Regions from separate parts of the Gossypium hirsutum genome. Here all the other regions are linked to region 3. Evidence: chromatin contacts called from public Hi-C data. All regions are on one chromosome and are shown on one strand. Each heading gives the region's core, a stretch centred on a gene start, on an enhancer-like site or on the middle of the called end of the contact. The rest is flanking DNA. Distances are from core to core; before and after follow the strand shown. Region 1 holds the start of LOC107906007 (EPIDERMAL PATTERNING FACTOR-like protein 2). Region 2 holds the start of LOC107899019 (probable xyloglucan endotransglucosylase/hydrolase protein 6). Region 3 holds the start of LOC107898996 (protein CROWDED NUCLEI 4).

The links. A called contact is a pair of places that touch in the nucleus more often than the background predicts.
Region 1: a Hi-C map of leaf shows a contact between it and region 3, with 3 times the contacts expected there. The contact joins the promoter of LOC107906007 here to the promoter of LOC107898996 in region 3. A contact is called at or near these places in 6 of 34 Hi-C or Micro-C datasets (callus and leaf).
Region 2: a Hi-C map of leaf shows a contact between it and region 3, with 2.9 times the contacts expected there. The contact joins the promoter of LOC107899019 here to the promoter of LOC107898996 in region 3. A contact is called at or near these places in 8 of 34 Hi-C or Micro-C datasets (callus and leaf).

The regions. Positions count from the first base shown.
Region 1 is chrA11:59,895,641-59,898,575 of Gossypium_hirsutum_v2.1, reverse strand. It overlaps LOC107906007 (EPIDERMAL PATTERNING FACTOR-like protein 2), which reads left to right and starts at 1,439. Exons shown (of 3, transcript XM_016832837.2): 1 at 1,439-2,084; 2 at 2,161-2,195; 3 at 2,286-2,678. The coding sequence starts at 1,979. The coding sequence ends at 2,534.
Region 2 is chrA11:60,080,520-60,083,775 of Gossypium_hirsutum_v2.1, reverse strand. LOC107899019 (probable xyloglucan endotransglucosylase/hydrolase protein 6) reads right to left here and starts at 1,951. Exons shown (of 4, transcript XM_016824616.2): 1 at 1,490-1,951; 2 at 1,279-1,379; 3 at 956-1,152; 4 at 177-756. The coding sequence starts at 1,670. The coding sequence ends at 366.
Region 3 is chrA11:60,626,540-60,629,599 of Gossypium_hirsutum_v2.1, reverse strand. It overlaps LOC107898996 (protein CROWDED NUCLEI 4), which reads right to left and starts at 1,298. Exons shown (of 9, transcript XM_016824593.2): 1 at 865-1,298. The coding sequence starts at 1,053.

The sequences.
Region 1 (2,935 bases), core at 190-2,689, 730 kb after region 3:
TTTTATCCCAGAAAAAGCAGAATGCTAATTGTTTAATGGATTTTTACTTATTATTTATTTTCATCTTAATATAATATTTGATATTTAAACTTAACACTTTTTTTCTAGTTTGGTATTTTAATTTTTTTCTTAATTTAATACTTGAACTTAACACTTTTTTCTTTCTAATTTGTATCCCAAAACATTAGAGTTAGCGATGTTAGTTTTTTTTATAAGGGGATAAAATTAGCTAATGGATGACAAATATGTGTCAAATGATATGAAATTTAATGGCAGAAATGGTTATATTTATTTGGAGTTTCATTTGTTTTGCTAAACAAGATGCTTAAATTTTTATTTTTTATTGACATTGAGATTACTTTGATTCTTAATGGAGGGAATTAATTAAGAGGATCCCTTTGCTTAAAGTATGATGTGGTCTTCACAAAGCCCTCAATTCCAAACAAAAAAAAATATTGTTAGTATCATAGAAAATTCGTGTTAAAAAATTGTACTTTGAACTATATTTAACAAATGAATATTGATGAAGAAAACAACATTCTTAAAAACCCAAAATAAAAAAAATTTTAATTATGTCAAAATAAAAAATTAAAATTAATTAAACTAAAAGTAATTAAACATTTGAAATATATAAAAGAAATTCTTTATCATCCATTACCACATGTTTGTCATATATTGATTATTTTTGCTTAACTTATAAAAAATAACATCGTAAGTATATTTGAGTAATTTATATAATGTTTGAAAATTTTAAGTATTTAATTAGATAATAATAATAATAAAACTTAGCAATCAAATTTTAAAATAAAAAGTAATATCAAATTTAGATAATAAATGTTATATATATATATTGATGAAAATACTAAATATTATATTAAACCTTTTAGTGAAAATAACATTAACAGTGAATTTAAAATTTCAGCACTCCACCAATAATGTCAATCAATGTAAGCCAGTACTTATTACTTATAAGTAGTTATAAATTAATGAAGAGTTAGAAACTTATTTTTTTCATAATTACAATTGTGTTATAACATATTATGAAAAATTTATGAAAATGACTATCTAAAATTAACACATAAAAATAAAAACATTAAAGAAAATCTTAATTGTATTATAAAGTTGAGACCTTAAAAATTTAAGCTCTTACATTCGAGTCCTACATATATATAATTCAAATTCTCAAATCAAATCTATTATTGTTGGTCAGTTAATAGTGGAGTTTAGTTCTTAAGCCACAAGATTCACATATATATTATTAATTATCCGAAAAAAATCGATCATAGAAAAGAAAATGAGAAAAATCACATCCTTAGTGTAAGATGTAACTCTTGGGGGAGTGACAAATTCCAAATAACCACAGGAAATGCAAACAGAAATATATATATATACACACATACATAATACACACATACACATATCTAAGGAAAGTGAAAAATGAGAACTCATTTCCCACAGCTGCGTTCTTTGACGTCTGATTTTGGGATGTGGGTAGCGTTTCTGGTGTATGTTTCTTTCGTTGTTTGGGTTCCTTATTGTCCTTTTCATTATTTGCGTTGAATTATCTTTGTTTCTCAAAGGCTTCTGTGTTGTCGCCGCTCTCTGCTGCGACTTGCAAGTTCCTAGTAACTCGGTTTTGTTGGGTTGTTGTAAGGTGAAGGGTGAAGGGTGAAGGGTGAAGGGGGGATCGTAATGGGGCTCGACAAACGAGGTTGAAAAGGGGTTCTTTTCCTTTGATTTCTGCGTAACTTATTTGTCATTCCACGTTCCATCATTTCAACAGAGAGCGAGATGTCGGTTCTATTATGCTGTCAACTGTCATTTCATTCACCCAGACCACTTGCCTTGTTCGATCTTTGCCATTTTGCCTTCCATACTTCCATTATCCAACCCCCCTTTTGAAATGCTTTATATAAGTTAAAAGTCTCTACTCTTCCCCGAGTCCTTTGCCTTCCGTTTCCTTGTCCTTTTCGTCAAAATGAGAATTTTAAGTCACGGTTTCATATCTTGCCGGAGACCATGCTATTTTTCCCTTCTTTTTCTTCTGATTTTAAGCTCAACGCAAGTGAGAGACAAAGTTGAAGGTAATATAAGTTTTAAATAGTTCCGAGTACTTGGTTCAATTTGAAGTAATCTTCGTGTCCCTACTTGTTTTTGCAGGTAGATCAAACCCCAAATCCAATAGCTTCTCCAAGGTGAGCTAGCTAGCAAGCACTCAAATTCTCATAAATGGAACAAAAAACCAATGCTGAGAATGTTTCTTTAACCTTGTTACTTTGGAATAGATGGTAAATGAAGAAAAAACGATATTGAGAGCTCAGATAGGTTCAAGGCCGCCAAGGTGTGAGAGAAGATGCAGTTCATGCGGGCACTGTGAAGCCATTCTAGTGCCCACAAATCCCCAAGCCAAACACGGCAACAAGAATTCTTCAACATTAATCTCAAATGCTGCCTATGCAAGAGGAGATGGCAGCTCCAACTACAAGCCCATTAGTTGGAAATGCAAATGTGGGAACTTCATCTTCAACCCCTGATGGAACTGAATTTTAACTTCTTGAATAGCCATTTTTGAACCATGTAAATCACTGTAAGAGAATCATTAGTAACCCTTTTTTTCCTTTTTGATTTCCATGATCATGTATTCATGTCAGTTAATTAGTCTTGTTCATCATCTCTCACTTCTTTCAGCTATTTTATTTGGACCGTATATTTGTAAGCGTATAGGGTTTATAATCGTTATGACGTCTGAATGTAATCATGCTTATTGTGAAGTTAAAAGGGTTCCCAAAAGATATAGGGGGTCGGAGAGAGGATCTAGAAATTAGGGAAAACAGACTGGAAAAAAGTTTTGCTTAAAAAGTAAACAATGATTTGGCTTTCACAGTTTCACCATGTGCGACAAGTGTTGTTTTTCCAACTAACCAAACAAATATAT
Region 2 (3,256 bases), core at 702-3,201, 550 kb after region 3:
AAGAGGCGCTGAGGGGACCATTAGCATGACAATTCAAAGCAAATATTTCAAACACCGTTGAATTTCCTTCCATTAAATTTTTTTTGTTGTTTTCCATCATCATGATTGAAGAACTTACCGGTTTAACCAACTATTTGTTTTGAAAGCCAATAAGATTCTTGTATGCCTGAAAAATATTCAATTAATAATTTTTTTTATTGGGCATAAAATAGATATTAACTGGGGCCAATCTCGGAATCCCACTTCTCGCTTCACAATTATATGCATACAAAGGATAGACTGTAGAGCTATTATTATACAAAGGGGAGGTCGGTATGTACGTAAAGTATGACATTTGAAATGGATGTGGAACTTCGAATAGGACTTCAGATGCCAGCGATGCACTCCGGTGGGCTAACTGGGTATCTGGATTTGTCGGTGCAGTAATCGTAGATGATGTGGTTTATACGAACCCACCTATACCTTCTAGCTTCCATGACATTAAGGGCTTGATAAGTAGTTCCCTCCCACCAGTTCCCTGTGTTTGAGGCACAGCTTGCTGGGCCTGGCACTGGGCATCCTTCGATGTCGAAGTCCTTGTAGGAAGCTAAGAAAGGAGCTTTGCTCCAATCAATTTTCTCCAGGCCTCCCCTTGTCGCCCAATCATCAGCTTCCCACAGTGTTGAATAGACTCCCATTGGCTGAAACTTAGGGAATGGTATATTTCTAGCTTCATTGTTCTTGTAAACTCGGATTGGCACATCATCAACATAGAAGCTGTAATTCCACCGACAAAAAAAACCCATTAAAAATAAGCATGGCTCAATTTAACTCAATCATTAGATACAGTCCATCGTCCCATTATATGTTAAACTTTACTGATTTGATAGACTGATAGTCTCTCTCTCTCTTTCTGTCATTTTACTACAATACAAGTGTCGGCTCTGTTTGTGATATCTAGAGCTATTGAACTTACACAATATGATGATGATTCCACATAATAGTGTAAGTATGGAAATCTGCAGAAGGATCAAACCAAAGGTTAACCCTTTGTTCCCTATCTCCTTTTCCATGAGCATAGATATTGGTTTGGACAGTATAAGGCTGGCCGCTACGATTTCCCAAGAACTCGAAGTCTAGCTCATCTCTTACCGTATCTGTATCAGAGTTCATCTGCACGCAATCCGAATTACAATGGAACCCAACTTATTAATAAGCTGAAAAAAATTAAGTTATTATTTACGGGCTTTTAGTTTTTGATGAAAATGGACAAGTTTTGAAAGATTATGTAGCATATACATAAAAAGCGGTGACTGTTCCGGCGGAGTCACCAGGTATAAGCTTGATCTTCATGCTGACACGTCCGAACAAATACTTCCTTTTGGAAGCAAATCCACAGCCTTGGAAACAAAAAAACGTAAAACAAATATCATTATGATAATCCAATTAATTTAAGGTTTCTAAAAATAGTTCTACTTAAACAATAAGTGACCCCACGAAATGATTTAACCTGAATTTTGGTCTAGAACAAGTTGGATGGCCTTCCCTCCATCAATTTGCCTAATATGGGAATCAGACCAAGTAATCTGAAAATCATCAAGAAAAGTAGCTGGTTTACCCCAAACACAAAAGGAAATTGCAAGAACACAAGAGAAAAGCAAAACAAAAGCATTCGTTAATGCCATTGTCATCTTTTCTTTAAATAAGGAAAGAAAGATGAGAGAATTTTGATTATTGAGTTTGGTTTAGTGATGAAATGGGAGTTCTAGTGTTTATATAGGTAGGAGGTTAAGGCTAGAGACAAGGTATTGCAATATTACGTATTAAATCTTGAAGGTATTGCAATAAACGTGAAGTATAATAGTGGACAATAATTTAAATCCCCTAAAAATCGATGTAGACGGCTGGTATTCAAATATGGAAGGAGTATTGGCATCAGCAGCTTAGCTTTCCATCCAGCTAATGGCAAGCCGTCGTCAGGCCCTACTACACCATTGTTTTTATTTCGCCTTTCGGGAACCTAATTCTAATGATCATTTTTTTTTCTTTCTTCCCTTTACCATCGCATTTTTAGTTTACTATTATAGTCATTACCGCTAATTGTATTGTCATATGAAAACATAAATCATCAAAATGACAATATACTTACATTTATATTCTTTTTCATTTTTTCATTAATTTAAATTTTAATTAAAAAATAAAAAATATAATTATTATAGAAGGTTTTGTTTAACCAATTTGTATTAGATAAATGAGAAGAGTGTAATGCTTTTTTAAAGAATTTTAAATATTAATTTTGTGAATAAAAAATAATACTGAAAAAGCTTATATCTCATTTAAGTGTTGAATTAAACTCGTCTTTAAATTTAATCAGAATCCAACTATTAAAAAAAAAAGAATGGTCAACTTGGTTTAGACTTAAAAGTTATAGCCAATTTCATCCAATCATCCTTATCTAAAAGTATCTGTGGACAGCCGAGAGATGGTGATTGATGTGGATCCCTCCGGTTGGGCGGATTCCTCCTGTTCATGCCCCACCACCACTTTTTAGAGGGTCTCATCTTACATACTGTGCAGAGATGAAAGATTATATTATATTGTATGTATTTTTTACAATAATCATGTGAACATAAAAAAAAAAAAACCAACAACAGCAAAAATAATTAAACATGTTAGAATCTTAAATACGAATGAAATATAATATTTATTGTGTTTAATGATCTTATTATATTTTTGCAATGATAAGTTTGAAAATTTAAAAATTTAAAAATCTAAAATTTAAGTCTCACTTATATAAATTAATTAATTTAGTATTTATAAATGTTGTAACGTGTCATATTTTCAGTTTTGCAAATGCAACAAGATTATGATATGTGAAATGAAATAAAAACTCCAAAACGTGGCAAATTGAATACTAGGAACACTAGATTGATCTGGAATTGTGATTAAATGTAGTGAGATGGTGGCATAGGTTATATGTTTATGAACAGAAAAAGAATAAAGTTAGTGTACATGGAATTGAGGGACCAAATTAAGCTTTTAAGAATAAATGAAGAAAAGAATTATAGTGAGGAAACTGAAAACTAAGAGACAAAAGATATTCTTTCACTCAGTATGATAATTGAAAAAGAAGAATCCTGGGATTCACCAAACATTGGGAGCCACGTGTATCAGCTCAGCTAAACATATTTGTGTTACTTGATTTTGCAAGAACGCGTGGATGACTTTAATTGGATGAAGGTCCCACGAATGGTGACTGTGGCTAGTAAATAGTGGG
Region 3 (3,060 bases), core at 49-2,548:
GCACGCCCACGACGTCAACCACACCTAAAGGGCATTGCAAGGTGATGCAACACCTCAATCAAATAATGCAATTGGAACATTAGGTAAAAATCAAGTTTGTTCCATTCAAAGCTTCAACAAGGAAACACAACTAGGCAACCGGAAGGACATTTAAGTGAAGTACGGAACTTTAACCAAAAGGTTTATTCAAGAAACAAGACTTAAGTTGATGGCTTGGCATTAAAATTTGACTTGAGAAAAGAATAAGAGAAAACAAGATCACAAGGACACAGAGGAATATGTGGTTCTACTATGGTAGCCTACATCTAGTGAAAAGACGAAAGGATTAAATTGTCGATATTATGAACATATTGTTTTAGTTTATACAAGAATGCCCTATTTATATAGAAGGTTATCACCAATTTAGAAAAGAACCAAGTAAGAATATTGTATCGTAATATCTAAAAAATGGCGTCGTAATTTTATCATAATCCCTAATATAACTAAGTACATTTATTAGATTAACAATATGTCAAAAATATTAAAACAAATTCTATTTGCAACAGGCTAGCATCTTTCAAGTACCAAAACCCTTACTGTTTTATGTTGAAATCTGTTAGAGATCACTTTCATTACTTAACCTTTTTATTAATATATATCTGATTTTCTTTTCGTCTTAAAATTTAAAACTGAAACGCAATATAAAGAAAGAAAATCCATATTTTATTGCGACCTTCGCAATTCACAATTTAAAATTTCAATAATATACTACTACTCTCTTTGACCAATTGCACCCGTGACCAAACAAGTCTTTAAAGAAAAACAAACGGAAAAGAAGAGCCATGAAAATTTTTGAGAAAAGCAGTTAAAAGATTAGAAGCAAACCTCAGCTTCAAGCTTTGCAATATAAGCAATAAGCGTAGCTTTATCTCTCTTCTTGACCGATTCCTCATCGAATCCAGCTTCCTTGAGTCGTTTCCAAATGGTTTCGTCACTAAGAGGACTCTTCACAACCCTAGACCCCGGCATTATAGACAACGCCCTACCGCTTCCCGGCGTGATCGGACTCGCCATCTTCTAAACCAGATCACGGCACCAAAACCCTAGAGTTCCGTACGCCTGTAGCTATTCTGAATATGATTCTTCACTTTTCTTTCTTTTTCGCTGTAAAGAGGGAAAGGGAGAGAATCAAAGTACTGAGTCACCGGCTCACCACTGAGTGAGGTTTTGTTTTTTTGAGAGTTGAAATCGCCAAGAAAAAGAACTTACTATTGGGATGATCCAAAAGCGATGTCGTATCGGGAAATTTAGGCTGCCAGTTTATGAGGGAAAAAATGAGAAAGGAAACAAAAATTGAAATTTTAAACAAAGATTAGACAGAAAAGTAAAGAGTAAGAATTGACAGTCAGCGTCCAACGTCAGCTAATTTGAAATTTAAAAAAACATAATTAACGGCTGGTTTTCATTGGAGTTTGTGGGCTAAATCCAGATCATTTACACGTTTGGATACTTGATTTTGCACCCAAATCTATCCTCTCCTTTTTCCTCCCAAAATAGCTACCAAGAAAATTATGGAAAAGAATTTCAAACATAATCACCCTTTTTCTCTTCAACGTTATAAAAAAATTTATTTTAGCCCTCCAATTAAATTTTCATCTCTTTTAGTTTTTGAATCTATATTTTTTTATCAAATCACTCCAAAATAAATGAAAAAAATTAATATTTGATAACTTTACTGATGTAGTATACACATAGATGACACATCAACATTTAATTAATATTTTAAATTTTAAATAATTTTATAAATTTTAAATAATTTTACTAATTATAATTTTTAAATAATTTTACTAATTTATAATTTTAAAAAAATCAATATTTTTTTATAAATTTTAAATAATTTTACTAATTTATAATTTTTAAAAATAGTTTCTATAATTTTTTTAAATTTTTTAAATTTTTAAAAATTAATTAAATATTGACTTGTCGTCCACTTTTACATGAAAATTCATTTATTAACTTTTCTATTCATTCTAAGATGATTTGACAAAAATGTAAGTTTAAGAGAAAAAAAGGTGAAAAATTAAATAGATGGCTAAAATGATTTTTTTTTATAAAGTTGGAGGGCCAAAAAAGTTATTATATCTTTCAATTTTTTCCTCACTTATGGTTTTGATGATTTCCGAAAAGGTTAAATCATTATTTGTGGCTTAAAATAGGTAAGTACTCTTATATTAGGATTATTATTTTTCACATTGAGGCATGAACTAGACATGTGTTCCACATTGGGACTTAAAATTTAGAGTTTTCAATGAAATATAAAAATTAACTTGGACAAAAAAATTCAAGTGTCAATAGTTACTAAATTTAGGGACTCAGTTGGACAAAAAACAATTCAAGTTTTAATATGAGAATAATTATTAAATTTAAAGGCTAATTTAACAAAAAAAAATATTAAAGCTGTAGTGTGACAACAATGTATTAACTTTTTTAAATTAATGCAAAATTTAATTTAAAACTCCTTTTAAAAAATCAATTAATGTGCCTACTGAATCTTGGAAATCCGTTGACATAATTGCTAAGACCTACGGACGAATTTTTTCTATTTTTGCTTGAAATAGCTAATTATTTAAAGCCAGTTATACTACTTAAAGCTAGGTCTTAACCTAATAATTTAGTGTAGAAAACGAAGGCATATGTGGCAACATAAGATGTTGCCAAGATTTTCACCTCGTGCTTGGCTTTAACCAGCCACTTGAGGAGCTGAAACTTCTTACGTCATTTGGAAAAATTAAGAACGAAAATAGAAAGAAGTAACGGACGAAAAACGAGTAGAGAAAGTGAGTGGAAGGTTTAACCATTCGGCAAGGCTTGAAGGAGGATAAAGTTTTAAAGCCATGTGATTTCATCTTTTACCAACCATGTATTAAGAGGAAAGTCGTTTTTTCTTTTTTCTTTTTTTATAATATAAAATTAAAAGGTTAATATTTATGCATTCGGGGTATACTCATATCATACACGCATACTTTACGTTCAAAGGAGACTACTCAAATAAAGGCTTACCGCTACTCCTCAAAAATTCAA